Regions from separate parts of the Danio rerio genome. Here regions 1 and 3 are each linked to region 2. Evidence: chromatin contacts called from public Hi-C and Micro-C data. All regions are on one chromosome and are shown on one strand. The core of a region is the stretch at or near the end of the contact, and the rest is flanking DNA. Distances in the headings are between cores, read along the strand shown. Region 1 holds the start of tmem123 (transmembrane protein 123). Region 2 holds the start of cep126 (centrosomal protein 126). Region 3 holds the start of six5 (SIX homeobox 5).

The links. A called contact is a pair of places that touch in the nucleus more often than the background predicts.
Region 1: a Hi-C map of fibroblasts shows a contact between it and region 2, with 3 times the contacts expected there. The contact joins the promoter of tmem123 here to the promoter of cep126 in region 2. A contact is called at or near these places in 6 of 18 Hi-C or Micro-C datasets (caudal fin, embryo, fibroblasts and 2 more) and 2 of 4 datasets of contacts at active chromatin or transcription factors (caudal fin and gastrula embryo).
Region 3: a Micro-C map of caudal fin shows a contact between it and region 2, with 5 times the contacts expected there. The contact joins the promoter of six5 here to the promoter of cep126 in region 2. A contact is called at or near these places in 1 of 18 Hi-C or Micro-C datasets (caudal fin) and 2 of 4 datasets of contacts at active chromatin or transcription factors (caudal fin and gastrula embryo).

What each region holds. Positions count from the first base shown.
Region 1 is chr18:40,194,819-40,198,153 of GRCz12tu, reverse strand. tmem123 (transmembrane protein 123) reads right to left here and starts at 1,881. Exons shown (of 4, transcript XM_021473324.3): 1 at 1,606-1,881. The coding sequence starts at 1,663.
Region 2 is chr18:40,337,887-40,341,083 of GRCz12tu, reverse strand. cep126 (centrosomal protein 126) reads left to right here and starts at 1,749. Exons shown (of 15, transcript XR_012394082.1): 1 at 1,749-1,835.
Region 3 is chr18:40,173,835-40,177,271 of GRCz12tu, reverse strand. six5 (SIX homeobox 5) reads left to right here and starts at 1,402. Exons shown (of 3, transcript NM_131720.2): 1 at 1,402-2,181. The coding sequence starts at 1,490.

The sequences.
Region 1 (3,335 bases), core at 632-3,131, 140 kb after region 2:
CTTGGAACGTTTAAGGCCGCAATGGATGCAAAGCTTGTGTTCTTCATTACCTGAGAAACAAAAGGATGCATTTTGAGGCTGCATTTGAAGAAGGCTTTGAATTTTTTTTAAAAATGAGACAGCTTTGCACCACAGATGGCGCAGAGCCCTTCAAATGCATGCTTCAGAAGATGCAGCCTTTAAAATGAAACACAACAAAAGATGTGTTTATAGAGTATTTTACAACAGCTTCTAATGCAGCTCAACCAATCAGAATCAAGTACCAGTTCAGAGCAATCTATTTTATAAACGTTGGACAAATTATTTTATTTTAAGACCATAAATACAAAACAGTAAATGTCTAGATGTTTAATTTTATAAAAAAAACATTTGCAATTCTGAATAAGTCAAGGTTAACATTTTCAAGTGTGAAAAGCCCCATCGAGTCTGAGTAGCAATCAACAAGAAGTTTAGCAGAAAAGCATTTGCTCATTTATTACAGAAGTGATGATAAACGCCTCTAGAGTATTTTATAGTTATTGTGTAAGATTTTGCTGAAATAGTTTACACATCTGGTCTACAACATCTGGAATATTGCAATCTGTATTTTCAAATTTAAGATACAGTGATTTAAGAGATTCATGTGGTGTACAATTTGCGAAAAAATGATTCAGCTATAGAGATGAAGACTGACTCAAAACATAATGAGCTGTCCATCCAGATCTAAATTGTGTAGCACACAATAATTACATCTGTATCACTTTATTTTAGTCGCTTTTGCACATTTTGTTGACTAGAGGTTACAATGCATCTAGATGCAAACTATTTCTCATTGCATTATTAGCAGACTGTTTGCTTAGTATCTGCTGACACTGCTCAACCAAAATCTGTCTATGAGAATCTTTACAAGTTGCTACATGCCAGTTTACACTAAACCTAACCACAATCCTACTTATACTCTAATTAATTGAACTCTAAGGCGTGTATAGCTGCACTTTAACTATAATCAACAGAATGTGTTAAAGGGGCCACTGGACATTTATAATAAATATTTAAAAGTATGAGAAATAATAAAAAAAATGTGCCCATATGAAACCTGCTAACTGGCTTAACGTTACTTTAGAAATCCTTAGACACAACGTTTGGTGAACATAAATCAGGAAATGTCAAGCCCTCTTTCAAAAACTTTACAAAATGTTGTCAATATTAAAAACGTAGCCTACATCAATACTTACTTGCTGAAAGTGATTTTAGTGAGGTATTCCTGCCTTTACCGTGTTTTTTGCCTAACAAAATCTGCAGCACGTCTAAAACTTGAATGACCTTTAAAACAAGATTTCACGCCAACTGCAGTCCCTAAATAGCCGTTTGTTTGTTGTTCTCTTTATATTCATCCCTGAAACATTTTAAAACGACGAGTCGCCTTTTCTGGTTATCTGATGATGCGGCGAAATGCCTCGTAGGATGTTGTCTAGGTAGGGAACTCACCCAGTTTTTTAGACAGAACCAGTGTTCCAGACCTTGTGTACACGTATACACAACGAAAGCTTTCGCAATTTCCTTTAAATAGTGCGCTTCAAGTCTATTCAACCAATAATACCAAAATAACAACTGAAAAACACTTACCCAACGACAAAAGCAGACCGGAAAATGTTATGAGGTTCAACCATAAGCAGAGGTTCATTTTCTTAACGAACTTAAAGTTCCACAATCATGATCCAAACAAAATTCATGAGCAAAATAATCTTAAGGTTATTCTTGAGGCATCCTTGTCGACGGCTTTCAGGCATTCAAACGCGATAAAAACCATTCTTCAATAAATTAAATAAATAAATAAACAGGATTATCCAGTTTTAGAAAATACACGCAGCTTCTTACTGACAGCAAAAGGACAAGAACTGTAGACGTTTTTTCTGGGGGGGTTGGTCTGACCACGATGATTTGTGCAAAAGTCCAACGATTTCTAGCATGTCTTGTGTAAGTTACAATCGATGATACGATTTTTAATATTTAAAGCAGAATATGAGAAAAAAATTAAGAATAGTGAAAATGTTATATTTAATGCAAGGACGTTGGGGTTGTAATGTAATTGTTTTCAATGTTTTAGATGTTATGAAAGTGTGCCCCCCATTCTAATGTAAAAAGTAACTTCTTAAATAATACCAAAGTTATGCTGTGGATGGAAAATTGATTTTATAAATCTTTCTAAAATGTGGCTTGGAAAATATTTTAGGTCATTATTTTTAACACCCAGTTCACAAACTCAGTTTAAATATTATTTTTATTGTTTTATTAAATACATTTTATAATTTGGCCGTTTAAAAAACAAAAAAGGTTCCCTGGAGAGCTCAAATTGCATCATAAAACAATTTGTCACTTAATTTAAGTTGAGACAGAAGTGCAACATTAAAGCAGATTATTTATTTATTCATTAGAGACAATATTCACCATTCAGCGTTTGAAGGTATTTCTTGATGTAACTTTTTTTTCTCCTTATAAAAAAAGTCACTTTAGCAATTTTGTAATTAAAGTTAGAGAACAGCAACAATTGTAGCACGTAAAAGAAAATAGCAATTATTTAAGTTTACATCAGTCAATAACTAAAAAAAAAAATGTCTGCAACAAATCTACAGGCACATCACTAGTCTATCACTGCTAACCCTGTGATCTTGATCAGCTCTTCCTCAATCTCCACAGTTCACCAACAGTACTGGGTTTTTAGACAAATTTTAAGGATAATGACTATCAGAAGGATTTTTTCCCCATAAATTTCAATCATTTCCCATTAATGGGTTGCAGCTGGAGGGGCATCTGCTGCGTAAAACGTGATGGATAAGTTGGTTGGTTCACTCTGCTGCGTCAACTCCGAATTAATAAAGGGACTAAGCCGAAAAGAAAATTAATTAATTAAAATTTGAATCAGGTTTACAGCAGTACTCCAGTCTGCCATTTCATTATTTTTAGCTTGAATGAACAGCCTTACCTATTTTGCTGTGCATTTGGCTCTTTGCCAATTGCATACTGACTGGATGATGAATGCATGAACAGAATAATGTTGCAGAAGGAAATGTTTATAAATATTTGCATTCACTTAAATTAGGGGTAATATTGCTGGTCTTCATCAGTCATACTAGAACAGATGGCCAACTTGCAAAATAAATGAAATTAGACTGTTGGTTCTTTGTCAAGGAAATTCCATCAGATGTCAGATTAACACAAATACAGAGGAATCTGAAAGTGTTCTCTAATTTTGGTCAGTTTTTCCACCAAATATCTCATTTAAGTTTTTTTTAATACTATGCTTCAAAATATATACAACTCATGAAATTTGCTTGCATTTCCCTAAACATCTCAAA
Region 2 (3,197 bases), core at 500-2,999:
GTCACATTCATTCATTCATTCATTCATTTTCTTTTCGGCTTAGTCCCTTTTTTATTCCGGGATCACCACAGCGGAATGAACCACCAACTTATCCAGCACGTTTTTACGCAGCGGCAACCCATCTCTGGGAAACATCCACACACACTCATTTATACACACACTTATACACTACAGACAATTTAGCCTGCCTTATTGACCTATACCACATGTCTTTGGACTGTAGGGGAAACCGGAGCACCCGGACGAAACCCAGGCAGACAGGGAGAACATGCAAATTCGACACAGAAACGCCAACTGAGCCAAGCCGAGCTGAGGTGCGAACAAGCGACCTTCTTCGTGTGAGGCAACAGCACTACCTACTGGGTAACTAGTAACATCTTCAATCTTAGTAATGATATCTCTAAAAGTCACATTTGCCGTGCAAAAACAGTGCAAAGTTAAACTCACGCATGCGTTGTGTGTGTGCGTGAATTTTGTAAGGACATTGTGTGTGAATTAACTCCACAACAAATACATCAAATAATCATTGGGAAAATTTTCACTGTAATATTTCTCGCAAACGTTATGTGAGATCTTTTTCCTTCATGTCTGTCACTGTGCTGTTTATCTGATGCTGCTGAGACGGAGACACTCTTATACCAATATTCTGAAAAGTATAATAAATAATATGATTGGTGTTTTGAGCTGAAACTTTACAGACACATCCTGGAGACATAAAAACGTATCTTAAATCTTATAAAAGGATAAAATATGTGCCCTTTAAGTCTGTGTATCTGTGAACAGGTTTCATTTTGATTCATAGTCATATGCACGTTAAACTTTTCTAAAAAACACAAAGTCAAAACTTTTCCTTTTTAAGTATATTGTTGTCCGCAAACGAACACCTCAGACTTTAAACAAGTGGACGGATATTGACTTTCAAAAATAAAAGTAAGAGCGTGACAGCGAGCCCAAGTCTCTGCTATTTACTTTCTGATTATCCCTTCTCAGAACATGGGGACAAATTCAATTCCCAATAAGACCAAATAAATACAGTCCAATCGAAATCCGGTTACCTTGTGTTTTACAGAGGAGAGGGCCAATCAATCCCAGACGATGCGGCTTGTGTGAGACACCTTTTTTGTGACACGTCAGCCACCAGTCTGGGAGAAATGATCACTCATGTTACCCTGAGGGCCACAATAAAAGCGAGGAAAAGCTGGCTTTCACTGTCAGACTCTCTCAACGCTATTGAAGCACTTTCCTCCTCAGATGACAGTTCGACACAATTGTACTAGCAAAATTTATCTGACCCCCATCTCTCCAGACACGCTGTCTTTGCCACACATAGCCTACACACACATTTTCCCACCCACGAATAAAAAGGAAAAAACGGGTCAACAGCGCCCTCTAGAGCTATGACACGGAAGTAGCGATCAGTCATAAGTGGCATTAATGGAGCATTAACGTCTCCTGCTGGAGAAAATGATCTACTGTGATTTAAAAACGCAACAATTTTGCCCTGTGAAGTTTTTCCAAAAGCCCTTAAGATGAAAGAAGGGCAACACCTCAAGGTTTGTTTTTTAATGTGTTAATGTGTGCTAATATCAGGACAGTATAAGCAGCTTTAATCCCTATGCGGCGTGGAAGAGAACTTCTGAGGCAGTATACATTTCACACCCTCAGTGTTTCATTGTGACTGTAAATCCGGATCAGAGAGGATGTCTCACAGTAACTGGATTACAGAGATCTGGATTACATTTGTCCTCCACATGCTTAGCCTGGGTTTATTATTTGCTTAGTACAAACGGGGGGTTCAAGAGGGAAATAGAAGAAACAAGAACCTGGGAGTCAGTGTAAGTCATTTTCATTCATTCCAGATCTCCTGTAAACAACAGCTTAACTGTGGCAGCAAACCATACGGCTGATAAAAGATTACTGGTGAAAATTTTACAGGCAAACTTTTTGCTTAGTCTATAAATTAAAATCATCCAGTAACTTGTACTTATCTGTACTTATCTGTAGTTAGAGTTTTAATGAAGATAATAATAATGGCATAATCTGACAGATTTGCATAAAAGGATCTACAGATTACTAGAAAATAAATTAAGCAGCTTTATTGAATGATTGCTAGCAAATTTTGTTAATAATCACAAAGAACCTGCAAGTAGCACTAAATTAAATGTGAACATTTATCTAAACTAGTATTTTCTTGTCAAATAAACAGCAGAAATCATATGTTTTGAAAGAATACATTAAAATAAATACATGATAATAAAATATTTGTTTATTTAAATAATCACTTAAATCATTATATAAGTCAAAATGATTCATTATAAATGATATGACTAATAATTTATAACAATAGAAAAGTCATTTACAAAAAGGTAATACATAAAATTGAGAGATAAAGATATTTTTGTTAACTTTACATATGTGGTTATTATATATCCCAGTGATTTTTGAAATTGAACAATCTGCTTAATAAACAAACTTGTAATTCGTATGTATATATTTTACATACTATTTTTTCTATGTAGATCTCCTGTATTTTAAATTACTGAATCTATTTATTCACACATTTATCCTAACTTTTTGCTTCACTTCTATTCTGAATTTCACCAATTTTGCATTACATGTTAAAGGTGACTTTATGCAGGGATTGTGAGCAAAAATACACTAAAATGTATTTTAAAATAAAATACTAAATACATATATTTTAAGTGTAGCAAAATAATCTACAAAATACAGCAGCCACAAAATAAAATTGTATTTTAAAAATACTACAAAATACTTTTAAAAGGTAGCATGAAATTTCTTTGTAAACCTTCCATAAACAGGCCTATTGGATCGATTCCATTAAACTGCCTTAGTAAAGTAAACAATGTTTGATAACAACAGATATTCTCTGCCACTTCATTCACCTACAGGGCCAAGTTGTGGCATAATGTAAATTGAACTTGTAATCCAAAGGTAACTTGTGTTTTTTTCTTTGAGTTTAGTATACATTTTGCACAAATCTTACAGAAAGTCTTGTCTTGAAGATGATGTCCTATAGCAGTGATCACCAAACTTGTTTCTGGAGGTCCGGTGTCCTGCAGATTTCAGCTCCAACCCTAATCAAACACAACTAAAACCTAATCAAGGTCTTACTAGGTATACTTGAAACACCCAGGCAAGTTGGAGCTAAACCTTGCAGGGCACCGGAGCTCCAGGAA
Region 3 (3,437 bases), core at 153-2,652, 160 kb after region 2:
CTGAACTTTTACAAATGCAATAGTAATAATAGAGATAATATCATTAATAATAATAATAATAATAATAATAATAATACCTTTTATTTATAGGTACCTTTCAAAAAGGACACCTTACAATATAATCATAAAATACAAAGAGTAAGGAAATAAAAAATAAAAATAGTAGACATTAGACCAGGAAATCATTCAAAGCAATCCTGAATTCAAAAGTTTTAATTGAGATATAAAATTGAAAATAGAGCCCACAAGAATATATTCATGAATTATAACTTGTGTCTCTTAAATTCTAGAGAAATAAAAAGAACATAAACAATTCAAAAGTAATTTCTTATCAGAACAACCTCTTTGATGATATTAAATGGTCATATATGTTTGGTCACTCCCTAGATTTTTTTAACAAATAAAATTAAAGAAATATCTTTTCAAATTATTCAGATTTTATCCAGTTAAACAATTTTTACAAAAATTCAAAAATGACATTAACGTGTCTCGCTCTTTCTGAGACTTCTTCTGAATCTGTTGCTTGTTTTGGAAAATGTCCCTTTGTTAAATCTTTCTGGTCTGATGTGAATTCTCAAATTGTCCAAAAGGTTTGTATTGATTTTTCTTCATGCTAGACATGATGTTTTGGGGGTTTATATTAAAGAAAAACAATTCCTTAAATTCAACTTTTTGCATAAACCTCATTTTATTTAATGGAAAGTTTTTCATACACAAATGCAAATATACTCAATGTAAGCCAATTTTTTAAATGAGAATTGGAACTGTATTTAAAAACTATCACAGACGTCCACAACAAGAAAGCAATTGAAACATACCTTTTAAAATATGTGCTTTATTTAATATTCTGCATTAATTTGTTTTATTTTTGTCATGTGCCCTCATTTATTATTTTTTTCTTTTTCTCTCTCTCTTTGTCTTTATTTTCCTTTATTATCATATTTATTTTAACATTGTTACACTTCTCTTGTGGCAAAAAAAGTAATATTTATATTGCTTGTACTTTCATTCTATCGGTTTTGTATTTCTATTTGTTGTAATGGCCTGTTGTTATTGCAAAAAAAAACAAAAAAAAAACAATTTAAATGTTATTCATTAATGTAAAACGTATTGCTCGCTGCGTATGTTAAAAGCATTCACTTATGAAAAAATGAAAGAAACAATAAACCTTTTATAAAGCACAACAATAAATAAAATTTCTGCACGCGATTTAGTTTCATGCTATAACAAAATCTAAATGTGTTTATTGCTTATTTTCCAATGTGAAACAAATGTGCTTTGGAAAAAAGAGTATTGCACAATGGTACTGAAGCAGCAGGCCTGTAGTGTGAGTGCGTGTGTGTGCTGGTGGATGTAGATGGGGGAGGTTGACGAAACGCAGGGGCGTGACGCGTCTCTCTGCTGCAGCGCTCACTCGCCTACGGGAGAATGGGAGAGAGACACCGAAGGGGAGGGAGGAGGAACTTGAAGGAAAAAAGTTAAAATAAAAATGGCTTCCTTGTCTTTGGAGTCCACAGAACAAACTGAAAACGGCCCAAAGGAGAGCGCGCAAAATGAAGCCAAAGTGAAAGAGGAGACGGACCCGGACGAAGTTTCGGAACAACTGTTGCAGAGCTTCCAGAACTCGGCGCTCAGTTTTTCCACCGATCAAGTCGCGTGTCTGTGCGAAGCGCTCCTGCAAGCGGGCAATGTGGATCGCCTGTGGAGATTTCTCGCCACCATCCCTCCTTCGGCCGACCTGCTACGTGGCAACGAGACCCTGCTGAAGGCCCAGGCTCTGGTCGCTTTCCACCGGGACGAATTCAAAGAGTTGTACGCCATCCTGGACAGTCATGACTTTCACCCGAGTAACCATGGGTTCCTGCAAGACCTCTACTTGAAGGCGCGATACAAGGAGGCTGAGAGGTCCCGGGGTCGCAGTTTGGGCGCCGTGGATAAATATCGGCTGCGCAAAAAGTTTCCTTTGCCCAAAACCATTTGGGACGGAGAGGAGACGGTGTACTGCTTCAAAGAGAAGTCGCGCAACGCTCTGAAGGAATGTTACAAGATCAACAGGTATCCCACTCCGGCCGAGAAGAAGAATTTGGCCAAAGTTACCGGACTTTCTTTGACTCAAGTGAGCAACTGGTTTAAGAATCGCCGACAGAGGGACCGGACCCCGTCCGGTACCAACAGCAAAAGGTAAGCGTGTTTAATTGGGAGTGCACGTCTTTCAGGCCCAAAAGAAACATTCTTGAGCCAAACCGAGAGAGGAAAGCGGTAAACAAACCTCTCCTGTGTGCGAGGTTTACATTAGGACAACCCGTCATCTTGACATCTGAATAGAATAAAGCTAACATTCTCATTTTACCTCAAGGACTTTTCCAGTGTGCAACAGATAAAGGCAGAGTTGTATTTAATAAATATTTAAGCTGTGCACATGGAAACTTTGCGTTTGTTTATAAACAAATGGCTGATGCAGGTTGTGAAGATGGGATGTTTGTCTTGATAGCACACTTATTGATAAAGTGTAAATGACAAGGAGGTCTCGGAAAACAGACTGAAAGCATGTTGCTTTGTTGTGAAATGTGAGATAGGGGCGCCAGGAGTGGCTCGAGTTTCCTGAAATCCTGCACCACAGTATCTTTCTGTGTCCATGGCCTGTAAATCTCAAGGCAGAGAGAATAGTGAATTAAATATAAGTATGTATGTGATTTAAGGGTGGGCTACTTAAACTGGACCCACAGAGTACTGGAAGTAAACCACAACTAATCTGTGAAAGAGTTCAATACAATTTAAAACATTGTGATGCCCTCTGCTTGTGGTCACGGTTTCAATCTATTGAGGTAAAGTTGATTTTATATTCGCACATTTAGACTTTCCCCTTAATAATATAATTTCAGAAAAGTTGTCATTGCAAATTATTATTGAAACCATATTAGCAGCCAACAACCAAAAAACAACATTGTTTACAGTCAATTTAATAGTGCCAATGTTGTTTTAAAGTCAAGCATGTGATTTCAGCCTGAACATTCAAAGTACTATAATAAACTATATGAAGCTGTCACTGAACGAATGTGCGAATATAAAATCAACTTTACCTTCATTTTCACAATTCTTTTCACCACCTCGGTAATGATGAAATCGTTAGTGCTATTGATATTGTTAATTTTGCAGATTTGCAAGACTTAAGCTAATCACTCTTAAGGCTGGCTTTGATTTGGTCTATGAAGCATGAATTAATAATTTATCAATAATTAGAATTCGTTATAAGTTAACACCAATAGAAACTATTATAATCTCTGAAGCGGGGTTATTACCTAAAAGCACACACATTTTGCACAAAAGCATATTCACAATATTTTCATTGTGTTATATAATTAATTGCAATAAATTGCTGTATAGTTCCTGTTTACAGTAGGTGTTTATAACAAAGATGAAAATGTGTAAATATGTTC